Regions from separate parts of the Rattus norvegicus genome. Here region 2 is linked to region 1. Evidence: chromatin contacts called from public Hi-C data. All regions are on one chromosome and are shown on one strand. The core of a region is the stretch at or near the end of the contact, and the rest is flanking DNA. Distances in the headings are between cores, read along the strand shown.

The links. Hi-C and Micro-C count contacts between places; a contact is called where the count stands out from the background.
Region 2: a contact with region 1 is called in a Hi-C map of Schwann cells, with 5 times the contacts expected there. The contact joins the promoter of Zfp472 here to the promoter of LOC100912582 in region 1. A contact is called at or near these places in 5 of 12 Hi-C or Micro-C datasets (Schwann cells, frontal cortex, hepatocytes and 2 more).

The regions. Positions count from the first base shown.
Region 1 is chr7:12,578,546-12,581,424 of GRCr8, reverse strand. LOC100912582 (zinc finger protein 14-like) reads right to left here and starts at 1,610. Exons shown (of 10, transcript XM_063264384.1): 1 at 1,073-1,610. The coding sequence starts at 1,075. All of the region lies in intron 1 of Ftl1l5 (ferritin light chain 1 like 5), which reads right to left.
Region 2 is chr7:12,723,728-12,726,432 of GRCr8, reverse strand. It overlaps Zfp472 (zinc finger protein 472), which reads right to left and starts at 1,306. Exons shown (of 4, transcript NM_182823.2): 1 at 1,208-1,306. The coding sequence starts at 1,228. All of the region lies in intron 1 of Ftl1l5 (ferritin light chain 1 like 5), which reads right to left. LOC102548621 (a long non-coding RNA gene) reads left to right here and starts at 1,414. Exons shown (of 4, transcript XR_355279.5): 1 at 1,414-1,630.

The sequences.
Region 1 (2,879 bases), core at 361-2,860:
CATAACTGTCTCCTGAGAGGCTTCATCCAGCAGCATGGAATGCAATGGAAACAGATGCAGAGACCAACAAGTAGCGCTCAGGGAGTTTTGTGGAAGAGGGAGAGGAAGGATTGAGCGAGCTGGAGGGAAAACCCAAAGGTAAAGAACGCTTGCCGGAGTCCCTGTGCTCCAGCTACAGGAAAAATAAATCCGGGTATCAAAACAAAAACAAAAACAAAACCCGCCCCTCCCACTCCCAATCTCGCTCCTAGTCAAACTACAAAATATAGCTGTAGGAGGCTGGAGAGATGGCTTAGTGTTTTAAGAGAACCGTCTGCTTTTCCAGAGGTCCTGAGTTCAATTCCCAGCAACCACATGGTGGCTCACAACCATCGCTAATGGGATCTGATGCCCTCTTCTGGTGTGTCTCAAGATAGCTACAGTGTACTTCGTTATAATAAATACATCTTTTAAAAAAAGACAGCTGTAACTTCCCGAGTGGTTATCACTGTTTATATATACGACCCTCAGACGTCGTACCCCCCGGCCACGCCCCCACCGCGGGCATTCAATCTTTATTCTGGAAAGTTTGAGGCCCCTGGCTGTTCCATTGAGATCCGGTTGCTTCTGCCTCTGCCCCATTCCCACCCCTACCCCCGACTGAGGACCACAGGTGCTTAGGGTAGCTGCGCCCTGAGACACTGCATGAGGTTTGTTGAAATGGGGGGGGGGGGGGGACGGCAATTATAGGATCAGTGTCTTAACCCTCACCTCACTCCACATACCCTGTTCATGAGCTCCAATCTGAATTCCAAAATTCCCCATGACCCTCAGCCAATACCGCCCAGGCTACAGAGACGCGGGCAGTGAGCACCCAGGAGACGAGACAGGAGATGCCACAGCACTGAGCGCTCAACGAGGGACCGTGGCTTTCTGCTGGTCCAGCTCCAGCCAGCCGGACCTGGGCGGTAGGATCCAGCGGAGCCAGATGAGAAACAGACTCAGCTGCCTAGAAAAGCCCGGTCCTTACTGCGGTCTCTGTCTACAACATACTCCTCCTCCTCCCAACATTCAAGAAGCCGGCCGAACGTACCATTTCCAGCCACGGAGTTTCCTGTAGCCTTCTGCGGCTCCTGCTGTCAGTGAAAATGACTTTGACATCTAGGCCTGTGATCTAAGATCTACTTCGTAAGAACACAAACATGCCTAGTGTGTATGTGGGGGTAGAAAGTGGAGGGCAAGTAAACTAACAGACCCAGGTCTGGCGGCTTCCTGCACCTAAGAAGCACACTCCTCATTGGCCAGCTCCTGCGCTCAAACAATATTCTGATAGGCCAGCAAGCCCTTTGCCTGGAGCTCTATAGACAGGAAGCACAAGTTTTTCTAGAGGAAAGTAGCTAGCAAGTTACCCTAGGCCCTAGCTTTCAGGGGAAAAGGGCATTTAAGCATGATTTGTTCTGGCCTCGGCCGGCTTGTAACAATGCACCGTGGGCAACGCCTACTTTTCCCCTCTTCAGAGTGGGATCATAACAAGAGTTTAGAGAATTCCAGACTCAGTAGCTATGGAGATAACTCCAAAGGCTGCCATGAGCAGGCCGATAGGAGGGCATAAGTGGGGAGGGCCTCATTAAAGGAAAACCCATCTGCCCTACCGGCCCACCTTCCCCATTCTCCCCAACCCCATTCCCTCACATCTCACCACCTCACATCCAGCCTGTCCAAGACTTCAGGAAAACTGTCCACCCGTAGAATTCACAACAACAACAACAACAACAAAAAAACCAAACAAAAAAACAAAACAAAAAAAAAAACAGGCAATCTGATTTACTTTTTACCCTGAAGTTTCAAAAACAAAACAAAGCAAAAACAGTTTATCCAGAAAAGCAGTTTCTGGGCCTCTTGAAGCCAGAACCTTTCACTCCCTGCTCTTCACTGCAAACACATATTTTCAGACTGCGTGGTGTGTTCAGGTTTGGAGGCCTTCATCTCTCTGACCAATAAAAGTCTGCTCTCGCTGTCTTGAGACCAAACTAACTACTCTTACATTTTCTTTCGCTGACTTTTTTCTTGTTACACTGATGTTTTCTTACCTCAGAATTTGGAACGAGGCAGGTGCACAAGGCTTTCTCAACCTCATATTCAACCAATAACATAACATACACAAACAGCCAAGAGAAGGTGGCACGTGCCTTTAATTTCAGCAGAGGCAGGCAGATCTCTGAGAGCCTTAGAACACTCAGAGAAACCCTGTCACAAAAATCCAAAACAAGAATAAAAATGCACACACACACACACACACACACACACACACACACACACACACACGCAATGACAAACATTCAAGTCATGGAGAAAATGGTGGGATTTAAAGTGGGAAAACTAGCTCAAAATAACAACAAGGTCTGCGTACATAAAATGTAGGCTCTTAGTGGCGGTGCAAGCCTTTGTCTCAAGCACTGGTGAGGAAGATGCAGAGTGAGTTCTGTGAGTTCAAGACCAACTAGATCTACAAGTGGGCCACCCAGAGATGCATAGTGAGACCTGTGTTAAAAAATAACAACGATCACAACAAAGTAGACCCTGACTGTTCAGCCTGGCCCCATGGTTTATGATGTTGTAATACGGCTCCAGACCTTACTTGGCCCCCAGACCTAGCACAACCGACTCCATGACAGAAGTACCATTCACACCGTAAAACTCAACATGTAGAGAGTACAATCTACCTAATTCTTTAAAGTCGATACTTCTGGGAAAGTCTTTAAATGTACCAACCTTGCCTTTTAACTTTCTTGGTTCAACTTCTGACTAACTGTTCATGTTGACGGGAGTATGTTAACAAGGACATTTTTTCCAACACAATGTTTGGGAATTTCTCATCAAGGACCCTGATCGCACTCACT
Region 2 (2,705 bases), core at 57-2,556, 150 kb before region 1:
GTATTTGTCCCTCCAGTAAGTCTCCTTTATAAGATTTACTGCCCGGAGTGACTCTAGTAAGAAGAAGCTAAGAAGAAAAGAAGCGAAGAGAAGAGAAAGAGAAGGGGCAGGGCTGAGACTCAGACTCATAAGTTCCCAAACTCCTCAGTTCAGCTGGGGATACCCTCCCCCACCCCTTTCCCTGAGAGCTGCAACACCTCTGTGAGGAGGCTTCCTCTCAGAGCTGTGTGGTTCCTGGGCTCCTGTGTTTCAGGATACCCTTCCCGTCGGTCAGTGTCCCACCTCAGAGCTGTGTGGTTGCTGGGCTTCCAAGTCCCAGGATACCCTCCCTTCTGAGAAGAAACACACCTAGCACTGTGAAGGATCTGAGTTCCCGGTTAGTTTGGTCTACATAACTATTCCAGACCAGCCAGAGTTACACAGTGAAATCCTGTATACAACACCATCCCTTCCTGCCCTGGGCTTTTTTTTTTTTTTTTTTCCACCACTCTCAAGGCTTTCCTTTGGAAAAGTTCTCCAAAAATACCCTTTTCTGCTTCAGAAATACCCTTTTTTAATCAGCTTGGTTGATCAGTACATACAAATTAAATTTGTAAGTAAACTTAAACTTCTCTTTCTTCTCCAAATTAGGGGAATTTGCCTGTCACAGCTAACAAATCCAGCTGTGTTCGCATAAAACGAACTCAGGATGTGGGATGCAAATGCAGGTCTAATGGTAAAGCGTTCACCTAGCATGACCTGAGGTTCGATCCCTAGTACTTTAAAAAAGATTAAAGAAAAAAAAAAGAGACAACCCTTCAGGGTGACCATAGAGTAAAACTAAGCAGAGAACAAGGAAATGAAAAAGTGCAAAAACACTGCAAAACACTGCACACCGCCCACGTGCCTTCACCGCAGTCTGGACGCGGCGTCACCAACTTGCCAGAGCTGCAATGTCTGCAGAGGCTCCGGTCCGCGGCGCAGACTCAACATAGGAGGACTAGAAACTGGGAACGAAGCAGCTTCCCAGGGAAGGCGCAGGACTGGACTGGAAACCAGACTCTGCTAGCTGGGCACATAACTCAAATGCACCCCGGGTTCAGGGCGCCACTACCAGACTTCACCTCAAATTGCTGCACACGTCGGGGAGCCGTCGTCACATTGCAGCAAAACCGGGGCAGTGTCAGAACCCTCCACCCACGACTCCAAGAGTCCAGGGCACACTCACCATTTCCTGCTTCCGATGCATCCAGGCGTTATCCCTACGGAGCCGCAGTATGCAGAACAGGTACCCGGGAAGCTCAAACACCACTCTCCTCCCTTCAGCTACCCGGAACTCAAATATGGCGGCAAGGGTGCCACCCTACACTATCCGTGCTTCTCATTGGATTGCTCAGGGGAGTAACAGTGTCACTGGTTGGTGACTTATTCCGGACCCAACTCGGTCGAACTGAGTTTACAGGTCTAGCAACGCTTGCCACCGCAATGGAAATGTAGGTACAGATTGCAACAACTGCCCCGTCTAGGTCTAGATTTTTCCTCTGAAATAAACCTGATTTCATCCTGGAGGATTATCACATTTCAGAACACATCTCAGCCGGGGAGTGGTGGTGCAGTTTCAACACCAGAACCTGAGAGGCAGAGGAAGTCTGTAAGTTCCACACTAGCTTTGTTTACATTAGTGAGTCCCGAGCCAGCCAGAGCTATATAGTGAGAATCCCCTCCACACGCACAGGTCCGGGGCTTCTGAAGATTTGTTAATTTTTATTTTTACTTATATTTCGCCGTGGATGAATCCGTGTGTGCGCGAGTGCTCACGGAGGCCGGAAGAGGGCGTCAGATGTCCACTCGCTTTTTCCATTGAGGAAGGTTTTTTTCCACTCATCACTTTACTTGGGGTTCGGGTTTCCTTGGCTAATGGAAGCTAGCTAACCACAGCGCTCCTCCTATTTGAGCTGTCCTCGTAAACAGTGTTTCAGGCTTGTGCAGGGCATCTCTAACGAGAGCGTTGGAATCTGAACTCCAGTCCTCGGTGTTTGTCATGCGCTCTTAACCACCAACTCTCCAGCCCCATTCACAGCCTCTTGTGCTCAATGGGCTCTTCCTAGTTTTTTCCAAATACAAATAGTGTTACAATGTCACTTTTGAAAAAAATCCCATCTTAAATCCTTTGCTCTTCAGAGTAAGCTAGAAAAAGTCATGATATAGCAAACCAAAACTGATTTCTTTTTAAATTTCTCTATGAAATAACTTTGAATATGTTCATTGATTGACTTTTAAAAAAAAACCCTGCCTTAATAAACTTCCTTCTATTTTCATATCGCTTACTTAGGCTCATCGTCATATAAGAACAAACATGTTGTTCTGAGCCTGGCTCATTTCACCTAACATGATGATCTCCAGTTCCATATATTTTTCTGCAAACAACATTCTTTGTGAATGAATAATACTTCATGGTACATAAATACCACATCTATTCTTTCCATTCATTCCTCTACCGCTAGGCTCCTTGGCTGACCCCATTGGATGTTCAATGCTGCAGTAAATGTGTGTGCAGGAATCTTAGTTACATGGTGACATTTATTCTCTTCCTGTATATCTAGTAGAGTATAGCTGGATAATATAATGATTTGCTTTTTAGTCTGGGGTTGGATGTTAAATACCGCTCCCCCCACACCCCACCAAAAAAAAAAGGCTCGTGTGTTGAAGATATGGTCCACAGATGT